2 separate regions of the Zea mays genome follow, and region 1 is linked to region 2. A link is a contact called in public Hi-C data. All regions are on one chromosome and are shown on one strand. The core of a region is the stretch at or near the end of the contact, and the rest is flanking DNA. Distances in the headings are between cores, read along the strand shown.

Region 1 (7,478 bases), core at 4,155-6,654, 220 kb before region 2:
CACCAGGGACCTGGTCATCCTTGTGGACGAGACCATAAGCGACCACCACCGGAGAGGCTTGGAGGCGGCGGGGTGGAAGGTCAGAGTGATCCAGAGGATCAGGAACCCCAAGGCGGAGCGCGACGCGTACAACGAGTGGAACTACAGCAAGTTCAGGCTGTGGCAGCTCACCGACTACGACAAGGTCATCTTCATAGACGCCGACCTCCTCATCCTGAGGAACGTCGACTTCCTGTTCGCCATGCCGGAGATCGCCGCGACGGGCAACAACGCCACGCTCTTCAACTCCGGCGTCATGGTCGTCGAGCCCTCCAACTGCACGTTCCGCCTGCTCATGGACCACATCGACGAGATCACCTCGTACAACGGCGGGGACCAGGGGTACCTCAACGAGATATTCACGTGGTGGCACCGCGTCCCCAGGCACATGAACTTCCTCAAGCACTTCTGGGAGGGCGACAGCGAGGCCATGAAGGCGAAGAAGACCCAGCTGTTCGGTGCGGACCCGCCGGTCCTCTACGTCCTCCACTACCTTGGCCTCAAGCCGTGGCTGTGCTTCAGAGACTACGACTGCAACTGGAACAACGCCGGGATGCGCGAGTTCGCCAGCGACGTCGCGCATGCCCGGTGGTGGAAGGTGCACGACAGGATGCCCCGGAAGCTCCAGTCCTACTGCCTGCTGAGGTCGCGGCAGAAGGCCAGGCTGGAGTGGGACCGGAGGCAGGCCGAGAAGGCCAACTCTCAAGATGGCCACTGGCGCCTCAACGTCACGGACACCAGGCTCAAGACGTGCTTTGAGAAGTTCTGCTTCTGGGAGAGCATGCTCTGGCATTGGGGCGAGAACAGTAACAGGACCAAGAGCGTCCCCATGGCAGCCACGACGGCAAGGTCGTGATCTGTAGATATACGAACACCCCATCCCCATATGGCAACCATACATGCATAGCAATAGCTTGTATAGGTAGCTATGCTTTAGTTCTTCGCTATATATACAGAATACACCACTCGATCCCTGTTGTTGTCAAGGCTGCAGCTCTATGTCGCTGCCGGCCTGCCACCATGGCTAACGATTCTTTTGGGTTGGCTGCTGTAATAAGTTTCAGGTACATGTAAATTTCCCTGCTGAAATTACGTGACCGCGTGTGAGAAATGAATTTGTACAGGGCGCCAAATAATAATTGGTTGGTGCATACAACATATGACCAGTCTTTTGCAGTATATGCCGACAGACTTCAGACTTGTATAGCACAACGCATACCGACAGTGCAGAAACAAAACAATGCAATATGAAGGCGGTGTTAGACATTCGAAACTTATCAATCCAATTGAGAGAGGGCACTTTCTCACAATGTATCAAGTAAATGTTTGTACATACAGGTTACAATACAAACTCGATTTTTAACAACATAATAAAATGAACCGTTAGTAAATTGAGCAAATAGAACGAATGCCAAGGCCTTCTAATCCCTTACCAACTACATACAACTCTAGTTGCATGTAGCATGCTTCACCGTGTATACGAGTCAAAAATCAAAAAGAAGAAAAGAATGTAGAAGTCCAGTGAACCACCTAGCAGCTGCAGCTGCCTTGTCCCGGACGTATGTTAATTCTCTAGTATACCTGGTAATGTCAAATATCACAATGCAATAGGTGCGGGTAGATTGTGCTGCCAAAAAATTCAGCCCGCCATGTTTCGCCAACCTGTGCAATCCAGATGGGAAAAATGGGTTCAGGTGACCATCCAAATACAATGAAAACAGGTTAACCTTAATATTAATGACATACTTGTTCACAACACTTAGCTACTAAAGGCACACCAAATACTAATAGTTATAGAGTTATATCTAGCTCACGTAATAGATGGTAAGCTAATATACAATGGAGTGGAAATTTTTGGAAGGTAACTTGAGGCCTTCCAAGGTAGTAGCATCAGATAATAGCTGCTCAATCTTCAAAGATGACCACTATACTAGAAGTTGTTAGGGATCAACTGACATAGCCTAAATTAACTTCTCAGTGCAGCCTCAAATGCCGCTTCAAGTAACATTGAATCTCACTTTCCTGATGGGAAAATCTCACTATTCATGCTATGCATGACATTCCACGGGCACCATGCCACCATGGTTCGGCAGAGATAAAAAGTGTATTGTATATGTAAGTCCTGGAAATTCATAACACTGTAGCTGCAGTGGAACAACACTATACCTTGCAAGAAAGTAAAATTTTTACTCCTAAGTGAAAAAATTTGTCTAACTGACATCCATTACCCACAGGATTCACAGAAATGAAGATAGACATTAGCATAACTAAGAACTCACCATTTGTCAAAAGGTACGAAAACACGAGTTCGTTCCAAGCATCAGGGACTCCAGGAAGACACCAGTGGCTGCAATCAAGTATAGTGGGAGGATAACTCCAAGTGCCAACATGTGCATCACTTCGAAACGATCCCATTAAAGTTACATTTAGTACTGTGATAGGAACTTTCATGTTGGTTACAACATCAGCAAGTATAGCCCCAAATTCACTCTTATCATTTCCTTTGGCCTCTGATGAAGGCTGCTCTGTTACCTCACACACCTTTTGGCTTGTATCCCTAAGAAATGGGAAGAGAGCTCATGTCAGTTCTTACAGAGTAGCTACAGCAGAGCAAATGATGAGATGGAGTGAGATAAAAGTTACATATTAACTAAGGCCATGTTTGGATCCGTAGAGCTAATAGTTAGCTGGCTCCTTTGGATTCAAATAGGCCCAGCCAATAGTCTATCTAATTTTTAGCTGACCAACTATAACAACTATTTCACTAGTTGGACCAAACCAGTTAATAGCAGCTGTAGTTAGGTAGCTAATATTAGCTATGAGCTATTAGCAGCTCATGAATCCAAACAGGACCTAAACGTAGTACAGTCACAGTTTGACTATGTAAAGAGTAAGACTACTTAGTAGTTTATTTACATGAAGCAGTTTACAACTCATAAGTCAACCAGAATGTGGGAGGCTTATAAATCCATTATGTATGGTTTGGTGGAGCTAGAACAATTAGATCTATTCACATTGCATGTGCATTGGACTGATTATAGATGTTACATGCAGTCGAAATGGACAGGGATCTTAACCGTCTTTTTTCTCGCTGTAATTAAATTGCCCCAATTATCTAGTGACATTATCAATCTACCTACGATTTAAGTGGCATATCAGGGTATCATCTCATGGAGCCGAAAATTATATCAAGATATGTGGATGATGACAATCTTTAAGAATCTAATTAACACCTTTACATGTTTTTTCCATGAGATTCAAATGCCTGACAACCATAATAATCTCAGTCTGATTTTTTTATAGAACTTACCCCCAATGCGATGGCTCATATGTGCGAAAGAATACATGTGTTCGGTTTAAATCAACTCTTTTTTGTACCCATGAGGCCCAGGTCTCCAGTGCCATCCTGAAACCAGCATCAATGGATGTACCTAATTTAAGAGAACGTCCAGCCTGAAAATAGCAACCCCTGTTGGGAAGACCAGGTAAAAAGAAAAACCATCAAACTTGTGTTTCAGTTACATTAGTACTAGCACACCACTTAGATGCAGAGAATATGAAGATAAAAAGGCTATGTTAAAATCTGAAGATGGAAAAATGATATGAATACAGTATACCCAGGAGACAAATGGAAAAGATGTTGAATGGAAGGTGCATGTCAGCTGGCAGGTGAAATCGCCAAGTTGACAATTTTAACATTTTACATTTCAAGAATGCCATCATATAAGACTGTACCTATCGATAAGCGTCATCAAAAGCAAATATGATTTTACTAGGTACCAAGAAAAGATTTGGTGTAGCAAAAAATACGCAAGGCGATCATTTTTCCATGACCCCCCCCCCCCCCCCCCCCCCCCCAATTTTCTGCTGCGTTATTGGTACCTATGTGAAATAGAGAGATGCATCACTCCCCAATATCCAAGATGTATCAAACTCTACCTCTAACTAGAATATGAGTTAGGATTATATTTCTAAAATAAGGCACGGTATTAAAAATATTGGTCAGCAGCCAAAGCATCAAAGTGAGCACAACACCACATATCCCTTCACTGTTTTTTTTCTGAAGGAAAAAGAAGAAATGATTCACTACCTATTCAACCATGAATATAGAATATTCAATCCTAAGAAATTGTCCGAAAAAGAAAATATGAATTGCAAAGCAGACATTGGCACTACTGAAACAACTACACATTTTCAAGTTAGAACTAAAAGGCACAGTAAATCAATGGAAGGGACCTTACGTATCAAACAATTTGGTCGGTGTCCACCAATGCCCAGTGTTGAAAATCAGTACGTCCGAATTGACCCATTTCCGGCTGAAATTATCCATCCTGTCAAGCCTCAAAGTGGATTTGACCCTCTTGGGGGCATGCCGCGGGGCAGGATGCTCCTGCACGAGGAACACGGACCGGAAGAATTCCACGGTGAGGCCGTGAGACGCGAACCTGACCGCCAGGTGGCGTATCGTCTTGGTGATCTCGTTCCCGTTCACCTCGAAGACCGTCCTGGGGTCATCCACGCCGGCCATGAGCATGCATATGAAGGACTCCCACTGCGAGCGGCTCATGGAATCCCCCACGAACACCACCCGCTTCCCGCGCAGCCGCTCCAGCGCGGTGCGGGCCGCAAACCGCGGCACGCCGCACCGGCGCGGCTTCCACCGCCACTTGAGGTACCCAGTGTCGTTCCGCCCGTTGGCGAGGCAGTCAAACCCGCGCTCAGCGAACGGGCACCCGGAGCTATTGTAGAGCGGGCGGAGGCCGGTGTCGTCGGGCACCCAGGCGCCGTCGAACACGTCGCACGGCTCGCCGCCGAGGCCCAGGACGGCGTCCCCGACGAAGCCCGCGGCGGCGAAGGCGCGACCTCCCCGGCCGACGTAGCGCAGCACGTAGAGGTAGAGCGCGCAGGAGAGCACGAGCGCTGCGGAGGCCAGCAGGAACGCGCGGGCCGCGCGCTCCAGCGTCGACGAGCCCGGGGGCGCCCACCGCCACCTGCGCCGTAGCGCCGCGAAAGCGGTCGCGGCAGGAGAGGCGCGCGGGCTCCCCGGCCCGGCGACGCCGCCCCGCGTCGATACGCGCGACAGGCCGCCCCGGTTACTGCCCGGGCTCACCATCACGCCACCAGATCTCCCATCCCGCGGCTGCCCGCGCTCACCAAATCAGCAGCAGTACGGAGCGGGTGCCGCCTGCTCCAAGTGGCGCCGCTGAGACCAGCCGGCGATAGAATCCCCGGAGGAGAGACAGGCTCTCCTCGTGGCTTCGGCGTGGACGCGTGGTGGTTGTGCTTCCGAGGCCCCCGGGCCGTGAGCTCGCGTGACGGCGTAGCTGGTGGAGGCGAGGCGCGGCGCGGCGCGAGCGCGACGAGGGGGAAGCGGTTAGCTGGATGCCTGGATCGTCCGGTTCACAGTTCACTTTTGGCGGAGGGGTTGCCGTCACTGACATGTGGGATGGATGATTTAAGGTCGTAACGGCCCACATGGCAGGTTGTCTTTGGAGGACAAGTGGGGAGCACGTTGGAGCGGGGGCCTGTTGGCTTCTGGAATTTGCCTGTTGGCTTCTGGAATCTACCTGATCATAGCATTGCAGCTAACTTTCCCCCCTTTACTTACGGACAGACACACAGTGATGAAAGGCATACAATAACGTGCATTGGTAGTTAATGAAAATGAAAGTCAAAGATTGCCCGTGATCGAGGTCTAATTGTTTACTCTGACAGTGACACTCCAGATCTACCTATTGACCAGGTATGGTACAGCAATGTGCACAGCTGGCTCCTGGCTGCCCCGAATCCATGGGCGAACACAATCGGCCTGATGGTTCTGATTATTTCTAAACAAACTGTTTGCAAGGGGGCGCGCATCATGATCCAAAGTCAGACGATGCAGCATTTCGGTTGTGGTTGTGCAAGCTCACTTTGTAGAGTGTAGCGGTAGCGGCTTTCTTTCTCCTCTTGGCAGGCCGCTCACGCTTCTGCTCTTCTGATGTGAGCTTCGAATCCAACCAGCGATGGGCGATGGCTACTCTTTTAGCCCGAAGCTCCTCGCTACATGGCCCAGGTGGAGCTTTCTTCACCATGAAAATTTTCTTCAGTTCGCCTCGGTGAGAAGTGTAGGCACGAACCCCCAGGAACAGAAGGCATCCCTCGCAAGCTTCTTTGTCGCGTCCAAGATAATAATGTCAGAATATATCGATGGATATCCATTGCACAAAGTTTAGTTTACGACGTTCATATATAACAAATAACCAGCACAAGTATTTCACATCTGCAACAAGTTCTGTCATCATTGAAAGGTAAAACATGCTACTATATTTACCAAATATGCATTACAAAACTGCTCTGCAGAGACGACATTATACAAGGACGCATGTCTAAGGATATTTGCATCCTCCTGTGGGTTCCTGACGATTTTGTTCGGTTATTTCTACGTCATATGGATTGAATAAGATCGAAAAAAAAGTTAGTAAAGATGTTGACTTGCTATGGATTTAAACATATCAAGACTATCCAAAACCCACCCTTTAAAAGGTGTATTCTGTCAATGGTACACGAGTACGATCCTGGAGCGTCGATGGCGGCTATGGATGCGGTGATGCAACGCGTCCTCGACCAGTTGTCCCAAATGGAGAGTCGATAACAGACGCCATGATTGGGCGCTGCAGCGAGCTCGAGCAACGAATCAAAGCGTCGGAGCACAAGGTGGAGACCCGATTCATCTCCCTAGAGATGGATCAGGCGCGGTTCGAGGAGTGGCGCCCAGATGTGGAGAAGCGCCTCGACAACATGTTCTTGAACTCGCCAGGGCGACCAGGCTCCTGGAGCGCGGCACCTTCACTGCCGAAGCTTCCAAACCCGGTCTGATTGTGTCTTCGGGGTCGGCGTTCAGGCGCTCACCTGCCGGATTCCACAACGCCGACGGGCCGGATGGCCACTGCGTCGAACACAATCACCGGGAGCGTGAGTTTGGTCGCATCCCGACCCAACCTCACGGCCCGGTCAAGGGTAAGATCCCCGATCCACACTTCCAAAGGTTTGGTGTTATCCCTGATTTTACTACCTGATTTTACTAGACCGCACGAAGGGCATAGGGACCCAGAAGATTTTAAGGGGGCTATGGTAGTCTTCCTCGTCTGAATTTTCATGTATTCGATGGGGATAATCTACAATTATGGAAGTCGAGTTGTGAGAATTACTTTGATACGTATGAGGTTGACCCATCGCACTGGATTCGGGTGACAACAATGCATTTCTCTGGCCGCGTCGTGGGTTGGCTGCAAGCTGTGGGCCGCCGCGTGCGTTTTTTGTCATGGTCAGAGTTTTGTGCTCAAATTCATAGCCACTTTGGGCATGATCAGCATCAATCCTTGATTAGAAGGCTCTTTCATATTCGTCAGACGGGTTCGGTGGTGGAGTATGTAGAGCAGTTTTCTGTCCTTGTTGAT
Region 2 (6,533 bases), core at 1,790-4,289:
TAATATTCAAGTTCTAGATTTATTACAACTCAAATTGTTATAGTTTTAAATAAATTGTATCAATATTTATGACAAAAATTAGTTCCTTTAAATAGATAACAAAATATTTTTCTAGTGTAATCATTTAGGCCATATTTGGATCTTATGGTCTAAAACTTTGTCCGCTGAACTTTTGACCAGTTTAGCTCTTGAGACTTCAAAGAGGTCATCTAATGCTTAGGCGGGGGGGGGGGGGGGGGGGGGGGGGGGGGGGGGAGGGGGGTACCCAGTGTCGTAGGCTTCTCGTATTGTACGGGGTCCGGGAAAGGGTATCTTTAAGTGCCAAGTCATACTCGCATAATATGCAGAGGTTGGGGCTCAAACCCGGGACCTTCCGGCTACAGACGGTAGGCTCTACCGCTGCACCAGGCCCGCCCTTGCTCTAATGCTTAGCCAACCTCACAAAAAACTATTAGTTTACTAGATCACATGAGTAAGCTAAAGTGATCTTAAGTTTAGCCTTTAACTATATTTATTGGATATTATTATTATGATATTTGTATTAGGGACCTCGATTTTGAGCCTCGCTACGGCACTAGAAAACTCATGACCGGCGTTGCTCACCGACGAGGTTGAAGTTGACGGTGATTTGCACGGTCAATGTGCGGAGGAGAAAGGGAGAGGGGATGGATAGGGACCGAGAAAGACAAAGGGGCGGTTTTTTTTTAGAAGTTGGCACGACCACAACGTTGAACTGCCACTGCGGTAGGGCCACGTTGGATTCTAGCTCTAGTGTGGCGGGTTTTGGACCGTTCGTGCATGGGGACAGTAGATTAGGGATCTGGATGGTAGCTTTTTTTTAGTTCGAGGACCTAGGTATGACTACTCCCAAAAGTTTAAGGACCCGGTGTGCAATTTACTCTATCTATAAAAGTCAAAACGTCTTATAATTTAGAATTGTGGGAGTATTACGGAGTACTCATTATGGAATTTTAGCAACTTTACTACACTGGCACATAGGTCCACGATTATCATTATGCGTTCGTTTGAACCGATTTAGTTTAATGCCAACAAAAAAAAATGTTCAACAGAAAGGCATGTGCCTTATAGTTGCCATAGAAATTCTAACAACAATTTCTCTATTGTACATTGTACGTGGCAATAAAATGAATGATGAAAGAGAGATAACCTGTGAAAGATCTTGCACCGAAGTTTCCTCCTGTGACCATGCAAAAAAGTTTTGATTGACCTCAGTTGTCATCTTGTAGTGTGTACCTAGTTCACTATTGTTGTGCAAACGTTACTTGTAAACCCTGCAAAGTAACAAGAGAAATTCATATATACAGCCACAGTTGAGGTTCATTTTGACAGGCAGATTAGAACTTAACAAAGTTGTTCATTGATTTCAGGCAATTCTTTGGTCAAATAATTCGAGCTAGGTACACAGGAAAATCTCTGAATGCAACCTATAACCCAGGTGCGAGCCCAACTTACTAGCTATTTCAAAAGGACGAACAGGGCGTATAAATGCTGACAACACACACTGACGCTGACAGTGATGAAAGATTCTAAGGTACACCCTTTAGAAATCAATAATTTTCTATCACTGCGAAATAATACATGATAGGGTCAGGGGCTCATGATAGATTCCAAATTTTCTAACCGAACATGGGACCATTGGCATCAGTCGCGCCTCACCAAACCTCAGAAATCAACACTTCACCTACACGATGTTCTACTATTGTAGTAGTGTACGCATATGACAAGCAGTTAAACCAGTGGAATATCTATAGTACGTACAACTGGGACAGCATGAGATAGCAACAATACAACTATACAAGATAGCAACAATACAACTATACAAGGTGGGGAATAAAACCCAATAAAAATATAGTTGTATCATGCGACGGTTGACAAGTTAATTGGTAAATTTAGGAATAATTGGACCATTAAAAGATTGCAACTTTAGATATATACTATTATACATACTATTGGCTCCACATGTCATTGACTCATGTGGGAGTGAGATAGCAATGGTATATATCTAAAGTTGTAATTTTTTAATGGTACAGTTCCAAATTTCCCTAAATTTAAACGCTTGGCAGATTGAACGGGTGTTCCAGCAAAAAAGAAAGAAAGAAATCTGCACAGAACTAGTACAACTGAAGCTGCAAAGAACTCAAACTGCAATGGTGAAACCTCGGAACCTTTTGGGCGGGCGGAATCAGCCAATCAGGGAAAGAGAATACCAGAAGAAAAGCCGCAGTAGCACAGCTTGTAAAATAGTCTTCAAAACAGACACGGTTCAAAATTCACGCACATATATGTCCGTGTCATCATTAGTAGCAAGACGATTTGGAAAGTATAGGAAAACATGAGAAACTACCAAATCCAGAACAAAAAAACTTTCCAAAAACGCAAACACCTTCACATGGAAGAGAAAATAGCAATAGCAAGGAAAATAAGAAAACAGCAACGATGGGGATTCAAGAAACGCGGCAAGGCACATGAAACTGCAAGCGAGTCCAGCGGCATTGCAGAATTCCTCACCGCTACCAGCATCTAACCACCGCCAACCTCGCGAGGCGGCATCTCCCGCACTACTCTGCCCTCAGTCAGAGACCGACCAAGAAGCCGGAACAGCATCGGCCCCCCACTCCCAAAACCAAGCAAGAACCCAGACAAGAGCGGGCAGGCCAAAACCACCCATACCTGGAACCGCTGATCACCATCCGGGCGCCGACGAACGGGATCCGGCGCGGCGCGGCTCCGCGCGTCCCTCTCCCCCAGATCCAGGCATGAGCCGAAACAGCCCGGTCGCGGCCTCCTGCAGCCCCTGCTTGGGCCCCGTGAAGCTTTCCACCCGCTGCCGGTGATTCCTTCCTCGCTACGGGGATTCCTTCCGTGCTCGCGCCAAGCACGCTGGATTAGGGTCCGGGCTGGCGAGCGGTGCGAGCGTGAAGCCACCGCACGTCCACACTACTGGCCACGCACTGCGCTTTAGTTGGGTGCGGCGGCAGAGCAGAGGACGCTGGGGAGTGGGGATGAGAAGTATTTGGGCCGCCGAGCAGAAGAGAAAGGATATTTTAAAAAGCGTTATAGCATATGAGAGGAATATTTGTTCAAATAAACTTATGTCATAAAGATATTTTTATACTTTTTTTAGTTGTATAGACACAGATATCTCGTACACACGCACAGCTTAGGTTCTTTTTAAAACAATATTTTTAATAATTAATTGCAAACCTAGTTGTTGTTTAAAATAAATTGAATGGGGGCGTTTGTTTCTCAAGACTAATACGTGTCATATTTGATATTTATATGCTAGTTTGAAGTATTAAATATAGTCTAGTTATAAAATTACTTATACGTATAAAAACTAAAACTAAACCACAAGATGAATTTATCAAATGTACTGGTTCATGTTTCGCGTATGTAATGCTATAGTAAACACTTGCTGATTGTGGTTTAATTAGCCTTAAAAACTATCTCATTGTTGTGTAATTAAATTTATAATTAGATTATATTTAATACTTGTGATAGACATTCAAACATCTGATGTGGCACGACCTAAACTTTAGTCTCTACAACCAAACACCAGGTGGCTACGACAAAACTGCCTAAGTGTAAAAACCTTTGATAGTCGCCTAAGGGAGATTTAGTGTTAGAACGAGAGAAAATATAAACGGGGAGAGGGAAAAGAGTTCTCTTGCACTAGTTGCTCTTATAGATGCGGAATTAGTTAGAGAGCAACACAAGTGATTTAGAATGGGAGATTATCACAAGAGAACTTAGAGGGGGAGAGAAGAACAAATCGCAATAGAAAGTAAAGAACATGAGTAGACACTCGATTTTTCTTACTGAGGTTAGGTTCCAAAAAAACTACGTCCACGTTGAGGTATCCCTAAGGATAGGGTCTCTCTCAACCCTCTTAAAAGATCCCAACGATCAAGCTTGAGCCTTCAAATTTCTTGATATTGAGATGCAAGACACTCCACACAATCGGAGCCTCTTGCCAGTAATTACAATCAAGAACACAGAGAACAAAAGCAAAAACACAATCCAAAAACACAACACCACAAACACAGATCACAAAAGCACATAGCCTTATCTTCTCTATAGAAAGACTAGCTCCACACAACACCACAAACACAGATCATAAAAGGCACTTGAATCTCTCGAAATGGCTTGGAGAACAGAAGTGTTTGGGGCTAAAAGTACGACACTTGTATTATTTGGTGTTTAATAGAGGTTGTTTGGGTATTTATAGCTCAAAACCACTTAAACAGTGTTGCTAAAAATCTACATAATCTACTTTCCTCTGATGCACCACTAGACCTCCAACGGTCACCTCAATCAATGGGATATGCCCTCTATGTGTGTCATGTGGCACTGGACCAGTCCAGAGTGCCACCTGACCCTGCCACGAGTCCTACCACATCAACTAGCCGTTACTTAGAGCTGACATTGAACAGTGAAATAGAGACAAGTGACACGGTGATTTTTTATCCCGTGGTTTGGTCAAGTATAATATACTTGCCCGATGGACGAGGGTTGCACTCAACTCCTTTCAAGCGATCCAAAGATCAACTTGAATATCACGATTCTCTCTTTATCTCAAGAATATCCCATTGTGAGGAATATCCACAATTTGTAGTCTCTCATGTCTTACACAATTGATCTTAAATGAACACAATATCAAGGAGAGTAGAAACACACACGCGAGACAAAGTCGTAGCTAGAGATGGCAATGGGGACCCGATCCCCGATTCCCCCGCGGGGAATTCCTCTATTAGGGGATGGGGATGGGGAAGTTACTTCCCCCACGGGGATGTAAACGGGGGAAAATTCTCCCCCGACGGGTAAACGGGGATAGGGATGGAGAAGCATTCCCCATCCCCGTTCCCCGCGGGGACCCGTTAAACTTACATGTGACAATGTTTTCATGTAATAGTTAATGATAGAAATAAAGAATTACCTTGTCAATAGATCACCTGTTGTACAAATACATTGATTTTAATGCGCACATAATGATTTTTACATCTAACAATGTGTATAAGTGACAATGTTTTACATTAATAACAAATAAAGTACGATTTAAATATAATTTAAGCGGGGTTGGGGATCCCCGATGGGGATTTATCCCCGCGGAGAACGGGGATGGGGAAGAAATGTCCCCCGCAAGCGTTCGTGGGGATCCCCGCGGGGAGATTTTTTCTTCGCGGGGACGGGTTTGGGGAGCTAAAACCCGACGGGGAATTCCCCATTGCCATCCCTAGTCGTAGCAACACACGTACATAATCCAAGAGAAGAGCACAAAAGACGACGCAACAGAGTTACAACTCAAAAACATGTGCTTGAATCTTTAACTAGCGAAGCAATGGCGTGGTCGTAGCATCTCGGTGTTGTATAATATTTAAGGGATGCTTGGTGTAGTGCTCCATGGGGCTAGGGTCCTTTTTATAGCCCCAAGGGACCTAGGAGCCATTGGAGCTCCATTTGGTAGCCTTTGGTTGCCTTCTTTCCGTGGGTGCACCGGACTGTCCCGTGCATATCGGACAGTGAACAGTGTGCGGGCAGAGAATCGTGTGATTGGCTGGTTTCCAGTTCTAGGGGGCACCAGACCGTCCGGTGGGGGCACCAGACCGTCCGGTGGGGGCACCGGACTGTCCGGTGCACCACTTGACCATTGGCCCTCGGCCGACGTGGCAACTAGCTGTTGGCGACTAGCACAACGAACGATCTGGCGCTCCACGCGGACGGTCCGTTGAATTATAGTCGACGTAGCCTAGAATTCCCGAGAGCAGGCAGTTGGCCGGACCGTGCACCGGACTGTCCGGTGCATACCAGACTGTCCGGTGGGTGGCATCGGACCGTCCAATGCTCTACAATCTAGCACACATTTTCCTTTTTCTTTCTCATTCTCCTTTGCTTCTTTTGACTTGAATTCATAAAGTCCCTGACACTTAAACAAAAATGATTAGCGCACAAAACAATTGACTAAGCGCCCAGAGCTTACCTCTTTACTTGGTCCATATAGATTTGCACTATGTCCTCTTCCAAGCTCAATTTGCTTAATGTACCTATGCTCATTTCTTATGATAGTATAAACAACATGTGTTGAGCATCTAATCACCAAAACAATATAGAAATGGCCCAAGAGCACAATTCCCTTTTAATTCTGTTGTTACTCGAATCGTTAGGCTCACAATATTGAGTAACCTTGTGTCATCAATCCTGGATGTAACTCTCAAGGAAGCTTTTCCATAACCAGCGAATTTGGCTTCAATCTTAAAGGCGAAGATCATCGGGAAGCTCTTCAATCAACGTTGGATGGTTGATGTTCTTCATGTGGTAGACTGCCAAACACCTCCTGGGAAGATCCATCAGGGAAGATCACGAGGTGGTTTCACTAGGGTCAAGGCCACCTAGAACATCGTCAAATCTTGTTGATGCATCATGAACATCAAGGCAGAGAGAGATAGGGCAACAAGGTTTTTGTGATATATTTTTGGTGGTTGAAAGTTGGGATACAAACCATTATGATCTTCTTG

What was found. A called contact is a pair of places that touch in the nucleus more often than the background predicts.
Region 1: a Hi-C map of tassel shows a contact between it and region 2, with 3 times the contacts expected there. The contact joins the promoter of LOC100275749 here to the promoter of LOC100278833 in region 2. A contact is called at or near these places in 2 of 25 Hi-C or Micro-C datasets (ear and tassel).

Annotation. Positions count from the first base shown.
Region 1 is chr6:159,078,826-159,086,303 of Zm-B73-REFERENCE-NAM-5.0, reverse strand. LOC100275749 reads right to left here and starts at 5,404. Exons shown (of 4, transcript NM_001372367.1): 1 at 4,281-5,404; 2 at 3,350-3,508; 3 at 2,319-2,596; 4 at 1,314-1,701. The coding sequence starts at 5,152. The coding sequence ends at 1,679. LOC100286027 reads left to right here. Exons shown (of 5, transcript NM_001372368.1): 5 at 1-1,197. The coding sequence ends at 895.
Region 2 is chr6:158,857,381-158,863,913 of Zm-B73-REFERENCE-NAM-5.0, reverse strand. LOC100278833 (TPX2 (targeting protein for Xklp2) protein family) reads right to left here and starts at 3,039. Exons shown (of 10, transcript NM_001151979.2): 1 at 2,692-3,039; 2 at 1,169-1,292. The coding sequence starts at 1,240.